Regions from separate parts of the Mus musculus genome. Here regions 1, 2 and 3 are each linked to region 4. Evidence: chromatin contacts called from public Hi-C, HiChIP or PLAC-seq and promoter capture Hi-C data. All regions are on one chromosome and are shown on one strand. The core of a region is the stretch at or near the end of the contact, and the rest is flanking DNA. Distances in the headings are between cores, read along the strand shown. Region 1 holds the start of Acvr2a (activin receptor IIA). Region 2 has its middle 99 kb from the start of Gm31324. Region 3 has its middle 160 kb from the start of Gm52576. Region 4 overlaps Gm13481 (predicted gene 13481).

Evidence for each region. Promoter capture Hi-C pulls out the DNA fragments that hold promoters and counts their contacts. A called contact is a pair of places that touch in the nucleus more often than the background predicts. HiChIP or PLAC-seq counts read pairs in DNA pulled down with a chosen protein or histone mark.
Region 1: a contact with region 4 is called in a promoter capture Hi-C map of liver, with 2.6 times the contacts expected there. The contact joins the promoter of Acvr2a here to the enhancer-like site in region 4. A contact is called at or near these places in 8 of 39 promoter capture datasets (the 3T3-L1 cell line, 3T3-L1-derived adipocytes, cranial neural crest and 3 more), 1 of 15 datasets of contacts at CTCF or cohesin (large pre-B cells), 11 of 484 Hi-C or Micro-C datasets (CD4 T cells, DN3 thymocytes, the N1E-115 cell line and 8 more), 15 of 115 datasets of contacts at active chromatin or transcription factors (CD8 T cells, bone marrow-derived dendritic cells, cardiomyocytes and 11 more) and 1 of 9 other capture datasets (adipose tissue).
Region 2: a contact with region 4 is called in an H3K4me3 HiChIP or PLAC-seq map of bone marrow-derived macrophages, with 4 times the contacts expected there. The contact joins two enhancer-like sites. A contact is called at or near these places in 2 of 115 datasets of contacts at active chromatin or transcription factors (bone marrow-derived macrophages and effector CD8 T cells).
Region 3: a Hi-C map of olfactory sensory neurons shows a contact between it and region 4, with 1.8 times the contacts expected there. The contact joins two enhancer-like sites. A contact is called at or near these places in 1 of 15 datasets of contacts at CTCF or cohesin (large pre-B cells), 3 of 484 Hi-C or Micro-C datasets (cerebellum, large pre-B cells and olfactory sensory neurons) and 3 of 115 datasets of contacts at active chromatin or transcription factors (CD8 T cells, large pre-B cells and memory CD8 T cells).

What each region holds. Positions count from the first base shown.
Region 1 is chr2:48,812,572-48,815,413 of GRCm38.p6, reverse strand. It overlaps Acvr2a (activin receptor IIA), which reads right to left and starts at 1,305. Exons shown (of 11, transcript NM_007396.4): 1 at 588-1,305. The coding sequence starts at 642.
Region 2 is chr2:48,692,831-48,695,789 of GRCm38.p6, reverse strand. No RefSeq gene overlaps it. Among named protein-coding and RNA genes, the nearest start is that of Gm31324, 99 kb to the left of the region's middle. Within about 2 kb of position 1,484, at least 28 of the 459 cell types and tissues checked have an H3K27ac peak or open chromatin away from gene starts, as enhancers often do. A contact at or near this core is called in bone marrow-derived macrophages, where this site is marked.
Region 3 is chr2:47,992,968-47,995,892 of GRCm38.p6, reverse strand. No RefSeq gene overlaps it. Among named protein-coding and RNA genes, the nearest start is that of Gm52576, 160 kb to the right of the region's middle. Within about 2 kb of position 1,417, at least 6 of the 459 cell types and tissues checked have an H3K27ac peak or open chromatin away from gene starts, as enhancers often do. A contact at or near this core is called in olfactory sensory neurons, where this site is marked.
Region 4 is chr2:48,331,617-48,334,316 of GRCm38.p6, reverse strand. The region is part of intron 1 of Gm13481 (predicted gene 13481); the gene reads left to right. Among named protein-coding and RNA genes, the nearest start is that of Gm25338, 51 kb to the left of the region's middle. Within about 2 kb of position 1,291, at least 83 of the 459 cell types and tissues checked have an H3K27ac peak or open chromatin away from gene starts, as enhancers often do. A contact at or near this core is called in the N1E-115 cell line, adipose tissue, bone marrow-derived macrophages and 8 more, where this site is marked.

The DNA of each region.
Region 1 (2,842 bases), core at 56-2,555, 480 kb before region 4:
CACACACCACCAACACACAGCAGCATACCTCTTCTGCACTGGGTTAGGGTTAATACTCCGGCAACTAAAACTATTTTTAACACTACTGGACAATGTAGTTGGAGAAGACGTGAGAGGAGACCTAGATTAAATCGCTGATAGGATGCATTGTTTCTCACAGTCAAAATTAAACACCAGCTCACTTGATCTATGTCTCGATATTCACCGGTGAAGCACTAATTAGATGACGACCAAAACCGGTCCTTGTTTTGGAACAGCTTAGGCTAAATGACATTTTGGAATACCTCCTTCTGGGTCTCAAACCTTTACATAAATTTTCACTTGTGGTATTTGCGGCTTGAACAGCAACCCAACCAGCGCTGTCATCGAGTGTTATGGCCACAAACCATGACTTTCTCACTTGCACAACAACACAGCACTCAACCTATCAGTTCGCCACACCAACCCAAAACAAGTGGAATTCATGGAGATTTCGAGATGATCGGGGCTGCGGGTTTAGGCGCGGGAAAAGCCTCGGCCCGAGAACTGCCCAGCAGACGGCACCCGGCACCCGGCCACAGCCCCGCCGCGCCGGCTCCTCCACCTACCTGAAGAGCAAGAGATAAGAAAGACGGCGAACGCCAACTTTGCAGCAGCTCCCATTTTCCCGAGGCGCCGGAGAAGCCGTAGGAAGTTCTCGCTAGATATCCAGTTCCCTGGGTCTTCCTCGGAGACAAACCTCCTGGTGTAAAATCAACCGTCATAAAACATATTCGGAAGCCCCGAGGCGGGGGGGAGGGGGAAGCAAAAAACGTTCACAGGGTTGAAAAAAAAAGGATTTAAAAAAAAGGCACAACAATTTAAAAAAATGTACCACGGGGGAAAAACCGCCACATACACGCACAACACACCAAACCAAACAACGAAAAGCCAACAACAACAAAAGCGGGTTGGAATCACTGTCAAAATCACTGTCAGCTCCGCTCGCCTCTCGCGTCTCAGCGAACAAAACGCCTGGCTGAGGCGACGAGGCGGCGGCGGCGGCGCCCGCAGCCGCCCGGACGGTCCGGGAGCCGAGCTGCTCCGACGTCCGGACCGACCTTCAACCCGGACACCCAAAGTCCGCGGACCACAGTAGCCGAGCTCGCGGCGGTGGCGGTGCGAGGCGGCCGCGGGAGACGGCGACGGGAGAGACGGTGGCGCAGGCGGCGGCCAAGTTCTGGTCCAGGCTGTGGCTCCGGCTCCCGGCTCCCGGCTCGGCCGCGTTTTCGGTCTCCTGGCCTCCGCCGGCCCCGCCCCCTACACTTCCGGTTCCGTCCTGAAGCTGGAAGCCAGGCGCGGCGGAGAAACGCTCCGCGGCGGCGGTGGCGGCGGCGGCGGGAGCGGCGGCCGGGCGCAGCGCGCGTGCCGGGCGGCGAGCGCGAGGAGATTGTCCGGGAGGCGGGGCGAGCCGGAGGGGCGGGGCCGGATCCGGAGCGCGCTCGCGAGGCTGCGGGAACCGAGACCGAGCAGACGGGACGGCGGGCCCTGCGGGTGCCCGCCGCGGCCCCGAGACGCCCGGTGTGCCCAGTGCGGTGCCCGCCCGGGCGCGAGAGCCGCGGCGCCCGAGCGGGATGGGCGATGCTAAGGCCGACTGCGGCGCCCAGCCTTTCCTCTGGGGGACGCCGAGGCCGCGCCGACTTGCTCCGAGTGGGCGGGAGCCGCACCCGCTGCTGCCCGAGCGAGCTCGGTGCTCGCGAGCCGGCCGCGCCCCCGCCGCCGAGGCCTCCCCACGTTTGTCTTTGGGCTAAAAAATAAAGGCAGGAAGGGCTGTCCGCCAGGTCAGGACACCCTCGCCAGATAGCTCGATGTGAGGTTCGGATCCTATCCACCACACCTTGTATACACAAAGCATTGTGTTGCAAACAGGTTTGCTCCTAGTTGGCGTGAAAGTCTGTATTAGGCTTGAAGTGAAAATCGCAGATTTCAGTGTATTGGACCGTCAGAGACGGTGGTGTTATCAATTCTTAGCCTCTTGTAAGACCTGTTTTTACCCCGTAAGCCATGTTGAACTGTTGATCGGGTGTTCAGTTAAGCACCGAAACATACAGAATGTAAAAATGTGAGCCCTACCTCCAGAAGCTCGGCTATTTGGGATATTCGAAGTTGGCTATAGCGTGCAAAGGATGATTGCTAGAGTCAGTTCGTCTGCCATTTAGCACAATTTGGTATAATAAAGGGGGAGATCTTGTTTTCCACTTTATTCCAGCATTCTGAAGGTTTTGACAGGAATGCTTCCTCAGTAGATAGGTAAATACCTAGAAGTTTGCCCTTTTTTCTTAATACAGTAGTAACCTCTGTGTTTGGAGACATTTTCAAGAAAAAAAGGAAGCAACTGTGGGATGGGTAATTAATGTTTTAGTGTACACTGATCCCCACATTTTTCCACAAACTCACTTGTATTTGTTTTCTTTTTCTCTTCCTATAAACTGCTCTATATTTCTGTCTATTAAGTACATCCTATAATTATCTGCCTATTTCTACTACTTGTCAGGGTTAATAATCATTGTGGCTCTTTAAACTCTCTCCAAGATTTCCAGTTCTCAAGCCCTGCTCAGAATTGATGGTATTATGCAACAAAATCCCAAACTGGTCTTCAGGATGCCTCAGTAAATCGAATGTAGTTCTGCAAACAGTTTAGGCTGGACAGAAACGAAGAGTTGCCACTAACAGTCTTAAAATGGAAGAGTGTGTTTACTTTAGAACCATCTACCCTCCTTTCTCCCAGGGATGGATCAGGCCCTACTGTTGTCTTGTCACTACATCGTCTCGATGTTTCTTCATCGCTAAAAACAGAGCAAGTGAAGCAACAAGAGTTGCATAT
Region 2 (2,959 bases), core at 235-2,734, 360 kb before region 4:
TCTTAAGAAATAAATGTTCACCAACATGGAGATAATTTAAAAACATGTCACTACAAAAAACATTTTACTATATACAATTACTTTAATCAAAAGAAAGATATATTAGTGCCAGCTCAGGAAAATAGAGGAACCTTAAGAATGTGACAATACAGGAAGAGGAAATAGAAATATATGAAAATACAGCTGTTAAGAGAACCAAGATGAGAGACCTAGATCCTTTCTTGCTGTGATTGGAGTCATTACCTAATATGATCCTGGGGATGCTAAGAGCTTCTACTACCCTGAGGATATTACAATTGTTTGAAAACAAAACAGGAGAAGAAGGAGGAGGAGACGCAAGCTCAGCAAGCTTACAGATGAGCACCAGAGGGACTGGCTGGACACACTCAAGGACTGTGCTCTGATCTCTGGGGCACAGGAACTGGTCCCAGCCCCAACAGAGCCCTACTGTGTTAGGGCTAGAAGGAGTTAGGAGACTCATTCTGGATTCTATATGTTCAGTGACTTGATTTACTAAACGCAGAGTCTTTTTTCCATATCCTTCTAATTATATGTTAGACATAACAAGGCTCAGGGAGAGTACACCAGGTATTTTCCAGAAAGAGCTTTGAGTATTCCCAGTAACTCAGTAGAATCATGGGAAATAACATGTGCGTATGGCCTCATATAAACATATATATGTATATATATATGTATATGCATATATATTTATATATGAATGGCATAAAATATAATCTGGAAGGATACAGCCTGTGTTTGTTTGGAATAATGAGAGGGGATTTTTCTTTCTTTTGTTTAAAAATTATTTTCTGTACTTATGAATTATGTTTATATCAATTTTGTACTTAAAAATAATAAGTTTTTATCTTGGGGGTCTGAATTTATAATAAAGTCCTTGTGAGAGGAAGTGATCCTGCGTGCCTAGGAATCTAACTTGTGCAGGTGGGAGAAGCTGTCGGAGATGAACCCTCCAGAGCAGATTGAAAGGCCTGTGAGGGAGAAGTGAAAAATGAGGATGTTGTAAAAATCCTGAAGACAGATCAGAAGAGAAGCATCATCTTCTTTGTGGTCACTCACCACTAGTACGTACAAACTTCCTGAGATCAGTCATACCCACACACAGAGGGCTGATGCTACCCAGTATTATCTATAAAAGGACAACAGATGTATAGTCAGAATCTTCAGAGAGTGAAAGAGCTGAAGGATGGAAGGGAAGTAAAACATGGTCTCCCAGGAGAAAGCTTGAGGTGCCTTTAAATAAGTATTGAAGATTTTACTACCTTCTCGGCATCCTTGGAGAAGGAGCTGGTAGCTTTTGTTCTCACTGCTGTCATGAAGACACACTTACTATGAGTAGTGTCTGTGTAGATGGCTATCTTAAGTGCTTTAAAAGGCAGTTAAATAAAGGAGAATTGGTTCCCCCCCCACCAAGCATGTAGATTATTAAAGCAGAAAATTTGAAAACTGACTTGTTAAAGCAGAAGTTATAAAATCTAGCCCTTTGTAATGAAACTTGAATGGTCATGTGATGGCTCAACTAGTTAGCATTCTTAGTGGAATTCACAGGCCTTGACCTAGAAAGAAAGAAGATTCTTCATCTTCGAGATATCCTGTATCATATGTGTCCCTGTTAATTAGACAATGCCTTCAATAGCAGCAACAGAAAACCATAGAATTGCCCACCCATGGTACACTCTTTCCCTTACAAAAAAGACATTATGTTTGTAAGATTAAAAATAAATAATTCACACTCTGAAAGTTACTTTTCTCTACCAAAAAAAATGCCTTTGTGAAAAAAATTTTTTTTTTGTTTGAAGGCAGAGTGTAACAAAAGCAGGGAGAAGGTAGGAAAGGCAGAGAAGCCGATTTAATAGATAATGTATTGCATTTAAAGAGCTTGAATGCTCTTACTTTTCATCACTTAACTTCTCAAAGAACACTTTCAGCTTCCTTATTTGCATGTTTCATTGTTTTCAAGCCTTTACACTGTATGCTTAAAATGCAAATGGAATAATATAAGAATAATGAGAAGTAATACTTGGAAGTGTTCTGGAAAAAAAATGTTGCAAAAGGAGCCTGGTTTCCATCTGATTGAAAAGAGGTGAGATTTTGGAAAGTCAGACTGCTGTAATTTTATCTTAAGCTCTGATGAGAGGCCTCATTACCATCCTTCTTTTCCTTTGTCGTGGTGAAAATTATTGAAGATTTCTCTTCTGTGACTCCTGCCCTGGTTGGGTCATGTCTGTGTGATATGAGTTAGAGTTATCTGGGAAGGGAAATCTCAATTGAGAAGGTACCTCGTTCGATTGGCCTGTGGGCAGGACTGTGGAGGTGATTTCATGATTGATAACTGATGTGGAAGGGCCCAGCCCACTATAAGTGATGCTGTCCATGGGAAGGTGGTCCTGAGATGTGTAAGTGAACAGGCTGAACAAGGCAAGAAGCACTACTCTTCCATGGCCTCTGCTTCAGTTCCTGTCCTCAGGTCCCTGCCTTGGCTTGTTGCCCTCACTTTCCCCTGTAAGGACTACAACTGCACATCGAAATAAGGCCTTCCTTGCCCAAGTTGTTCTGGGTCATGATATTTATCACAGCAATAGAAAGCAAACTTAGATACTACATTGTGCATACTTCCCCGACCCCAACATTAGATGTCTTTCAATCAATTAACTCATTTCAACAGTTTCTAAGAATATCTGGAATTTAGAACAAACAACTCATTGTTAGGGAAAGTAGGGGTTAGTTTAAAGGCCACTGTGTAGAAATGCCAGCCAGTCTCTGACACCTGGGCTCTCCATTGGACAAACTAAGAATTAAGACACGCCCTGGAGCCAATTCCAGCATTGTTGTTTCTTAAACATGTTGTTCACCTTCCCTGGACCTCAGTTCCCCCATCTGTAAAATTATAATAGTAACATCTTTCTGGCTATGTGGCTATGATGATTAAGACCAATCACAT
Region 3 (2,925 bases), core at 168-2,667, 340 kb after region 4:
AGAACTGTAACACTATTTTAATTTTTTTTGTTTTAAAGATTATAAATCAGAATGTGTTCTATCACAAAGAGTATAAAGAGAAAAGGTGAAATATGGTATTGAATGTACATTAAGAAGCCTCATGGAAAAGGCTCTAGGCCCATTTTTTTTTGAAGTTTGAAAAATATTATCTTCAAATAAAAATGCTTCTTGAATTTTAAAAAAATATTATATTTGAGAAGAATGTATAGTTCTTAGTGCCATGTTTGAAGTATCCATCTCAAAAGCTTGAGAAAACTGTGGTTTTATTGAACCCTCAAAATAGGAACAATATTAAGCTTTAAAAATAAAAAAAAAACTCATCTTTTTCCAGTGATTATATTCTTGGTTCCCAACTTTAAATAGACTTTATGTCTATATATAATATTCCTCCCCTTTGTTCTCCTTTCTTTGTTTCCCATTCCCTTTCTTATATCCATTGTTCACCTGAATCCACAACAAGGAAAAAAAATCAAAGTTTGGAGTAGTCAGTTAAAATTATAGAGAATTATTCATTCAAAATACTTGGCTACAAGCCCTGAAACTCCTGTAGACACAGCAAGACTCCAGCTCTAGCTCGAAAGAATCATATCCAGTCATATCCTGGGGAGTTCAGTGCATTAGACCATAATTGAGCAATCCTAATTAAGTGATATATAGTGACTGGTAATGTGGAAGTCTATAGTAAAAGTTCATATTATGCATAGTTGTCAAACAATGTCTCTGCCTGCAGGTGGAGAATATATCCAGTATAATAAATTATACTTATAACTCTTAGTCTTTTGTACCTAGAATACTCCTGGACTTTCCATATTTCTACACCCTGAGGAACAGTGAATTTATGTGGATTTGTCCAGTTTTGGTTGGGTCCTTTGGTTAATGACTACATAATTTATCAATTACAGACCCAGAGAGTTTGTTGATGTCTGCCTTACAGAATTAGAAAGTATGGTCTAGATATTAAACTTATGATAGTCTTAGTAAAACACAGTCTGGATAGGTAATAATGCAGATATATTCAAGAGAAGATAAAGGATCCTGATGAATCAAATATAAGAAGAAGTCTTAGACTTCCCTGGTTATTGTTGGGAACATGTACTAGAACATTTGGGGGTGATGCGTATGATTTTTATCCAGCTATGTATAAAATTAAAGGAGACTATAGTAGGTTCAATTTCATAGACAGACACAGCATTAACTTTCTTTTGCTTTGGCCCATTCACAATGAAGAACCTCATACCGAAATCTTCCCAGGAGAAGAAAACCAAGGATGGCTAACTCAAAGAAAAAGCACTGAACATAATTTACCTCAGAGCAGGTCTGAATTGTAGTGGCCTTCTTCACCATGCCAATCTATGAGAGTGTGATGCTTTTGAAAAGGGCAGGAGCTAATGTGCTGGATGGTTCCCGGGAGAATTCATCTGCTGAGACTTATTCTGTAGTCTCATCTGCCACATGGTAACCGTTGCCACTCTGGCAATAAATCCCCAGGGACAGAGGATGAAAAACTCAGGGGGGTCTGGCAAAGTCTGGAATCAGAAATAGACCATCTGCCTCATCGAGAAATTGACAGGCGACTCAGAACAGATGCATGTACCTCTCCACCATGAGGCAGATGGAGAAGGAGAGAAAATAGGACCCAACGCTGGGTTTGGAGGTAAGTAAGTAAAAGATATGAGAGAAGGCTGGCTTCCCAAGGCCCAAGTACAAGTTCATTTGCCCAAGCTTTCAGAGTTTTCTGCAGTATGACTCCACTCTGGGTTTCCAATCTTGTCTTTACCACTCTTTACTTAGGTTTTTGTGTATTTTTGGTTTTTTTGTTGTTGTTGTTGTTGTTGTTGTTGGTTTTTTTTGTTTTTGTTTTTGTTTTTGTTTTGTTTTGCTACAGTTATCTAGATACAACTTTTACATGCTGGACATTCCTGCCTCCATTGGGAATGCCTATTGAATTTACTCTTTAATGATCTTGTTTTCCTGTGAAATCTCCTCTAATACAGTTCAAATGTTATCTTTTCTTCAATAGTATTCATTTTTATATTACTTTTACTTGTAATTTCACAAAATGACACTACATTGATTATGGCATGCAAATTCAGAATTTCCCCACCAAAACTCCATGGTTTTGTCTAAATAAACCCTATTTTCCAGATTCACCTCTTTTGTTTATTTATTGGTTTGATTTTTTAGCAGGAGTCTTACTTGTTATTCAAGGATGGCTTCTAACTCAAAATTTCATTGCCTCATTCTTTTGAATTTTAGGTATGCATCACCACACCCAGTTTCTAATTTAGAATTTCTCTGCAATGCCATACAATTGCTGTGTGCAGTATTTAGAGATCTTAAACACGTTATATATTCTACATCACATAACTTTGACACAAGACTGAATATCAGAGGGAGAAGTCACTAGCCTTAGAAGGATGAAGAGTTCGGAGGTAGTCCAGTGGCACTGTATCTCAACAAAGCTGGCAGTGAATGTGACCTATGGCTAAAGAAGATGTGGGAGAAGCATTTTGAAGGACAATTAAGCAGAGGCCATGATAAAGAGCATGGGAGTCGAGGGTACTAAATGGAGGATAGTCAATAGAGGCTTTGACAGTTGATGGTGACTTCCTTGGTCTTGGTGACCAGACAAAACATTCACTTGGAGACAAAGATCTGGAAGAAATACTGAAGAAAGAAGTCACTCTATCAGTTTTGATGGCTGTGTTGTTTGTTGATATTTAGGGTATAGTTGATTGAATTTTCTTCAGACCCCCCCTTTATGTTATTTTATTTTATATTTAAGGAATTTGCAAAATATGATTAACAAAACATAACCATATTATTCAGAGATTAAAGGGATTATGTGTAGAGAAAATGGCACAGTGACAGAGAGTACTTGCAGAATGAGCATGAGAACCTGAG
Region 4 (2,700 bases), core at 42-2,541:
TTTAAGAATGCTTCGGAAGGACTACTTTTCAGGATTAGAGTTCAATTAGAATTTTAATTTATACTTGTTTTATTTGCATAACAAGGTTATGAATGATGAAGCAGCTAGAGCCAGACTCATTGGCTCCAAGGGTTGCAATTTAAGTCCAGAGTATTTTCCAAAAGAGAGGGCGGGAGCGGGGGAATTCACTCTCAATATGCATAGCTTGCTGAAACCTGAGTTTCTCAGATCATCTTCCTTGGGCTCTCATATCTGTGAGAATGAAGGCAAAGCAGGAGGCAGCATGGCCGATTTGGAGAATGGATTAGCTTTCTTAAGTGCACAGGGAATATGGCTGCGAAGCAGAAACACTCCCATGATGCCCGGTTGGCTGCCTGGCGTTTCCAGGGCTGCCTGCTTTCTGCAGGAAAAAGATAGACCGGTAGACAGTTACACCATACTAATACTCTATTATTTTCTAACATCATGAGTTCGTTCTGAAATGAAAGTGTCAGCAATTGAGCTTTGCTTCTATCACTGTTGTTCTTCAAGTTTGCATAAAGTAAGGGGCGGGGGAGTGCAGTTCTCAGAGATTCTTAGTTTACTTTATGACCCTGCCCATATTCTAACAAGGTGTCTCTGACATAGGGATAGCCCGGTCTAGCCTGTCTTCTTGGATGTAAGGAGACAGAATATCTAACACTTATGTCACTGATTATACACATATCAAGAAGCCCTTTGGGCTTGGCTTTTTATTTTTATTTTATTTTTTTTGACTATATTTCTTATTGTTTTAATTTCACCTAAATTCACAGGAAATTCTACACACGTCAAAGGGAGCAAAAAGTTTGCTCTCCACGTTTATCCGAGGCGGTTACTTAGAAGGGGCCTGCCGTGGTCCATCTTTAATAGTGATCTTCATCTTTGTTTTTGGAGAAATGGCTGGAGTTTGAAGCACCGGGAAGATCATGATGGGTGATCTATTTAGGATCGGAAGCATTTTGAACATCCCACACATGACCACTTGTTCTAACTAAGCACAAGAGGTTTGCACACAAACTTTGCGGGGCCTAATGTATTGATAAAATTATCGAAAGAGTAGGCTCCAATGTGATTGCCTTGCTTTAAGGCAGCCTGAGGCAAGGGACCTAGTTGGAAATTGCCATTTGGTTTTCCAATCCATTAAGGGCCCGGGAGATTTGCCCTTTGCTGCCAGTTTCACTTTCAATTTCACATTGACACTTCCTTTAATTTTGTTTAGGAAACCGAGTTACCAAGCTACAGACGTGACGGAGTTAGAAGCGGATAAGCTTCCAGCGATAGTGCAGCTTAGAAAGGGAGAAAACTATTGTACATCCAGCGTTCTCTGGGGAGGGTAAGCCTGGACTTTTCCCGCTGTTTCCTGGTTGGCAGCTGCAGAGAAGAGACCTAGTGGCTCTGCATTCTCTTTTAAGAGGGTAACCCCCCCCTCCCCCCCAGCCCCTTGTGGCTAAGGCAGGCCTCCTCGCAAAAAGCATCTCAGATACCAACTGGCGATAGCTCAGGTATCAGAAGGAAAAGAAAGGGGAACAATTCCTTCAGGCTATCAAAGCACTGTTTTCTCTTTCACCTTGGTGAGCATCTGAAAGACATGCCTATGCTTTCAGTCTTGGGGAAAGTGATCCCCTTTGCTGATCTCTCTGGAGATGAGGGATCGACCAGTTTCCTACGTGCCCCTGATGGCAGAGAACAGTTCCAGGAAACAAGGAGCCGGACACACTCCACTTTGTGTTTACTAACGCGCTGCATGCAGCCAGCAGGTAGCTTGCTGTAATGGCTGTCAAGGGTACAAAAAATATTTTATACCTTATTTTAAAAATAGTACATTTATCCTAGCAGTCCCCACTTTCTGGAAGATAAAGCTGATTTGTCATTTGCAATTGAAATAAGAAAAGTCCATTCTTGATAGAAGTTGAAGAGGGGAGTCACCTGAAAGTACTAAAGAAATAGCTGAGACAGGTATCTATGAAGTCCTGGTAAATTCTAGTATGTAAATTGGGTTAGGAGATGTGGACACAGGCCATAGCACAGAGGATCCAGAGGGGGAAAATAATTTGAAATTTCTTAATTTAAAAATCGTTCGTAGGTCTATATGCTATATAAATATCACACAAAGAGGTTGTGGTCTGACCCTCCCTGGTCTCTCACAACTTCAGCTTCTAGAAGATGCCATTATTAGAAATGCTATCAGGAGTTTAAAATTCACAGCGTGGATTTTAAAATGAGCAAAAGGCAGTGTTCAGCTCTGGGCTTATAAAGCTCATACTTGATGTGTCTGTTGAATATTTGAAACTAATTCTACAGCATGGAGCTGTGAGAACCCATTTGCTTTCCTGATTTAGTGCCTCTAAATCCATTCATTTCCATGCCTGGAGCTAATATTGTTTCCTTACGCCCAATTCAACTGGGTAACACCCTGGGAGGCTTTATGAAATTACCAATACCAAAGGACAAGTGCAGCTATTCATTAATTAGAAGAGACAATTTATAGAGACAAAAAAAATAGAAAGTGCAAACTTTGTATTTATTTATTCATTAAAATATGCCAAACCCTGCCCCCTGGAAGATAGGAAGATAGCCACATTTGAGAAAAATACGAGAGGAGGCAGAGCAGTCACCATGTCCTTCCAGTGTGAGTGTGTGCTATTTGTAGCATCCCCTAGGAAGCATTACTGGAGATCG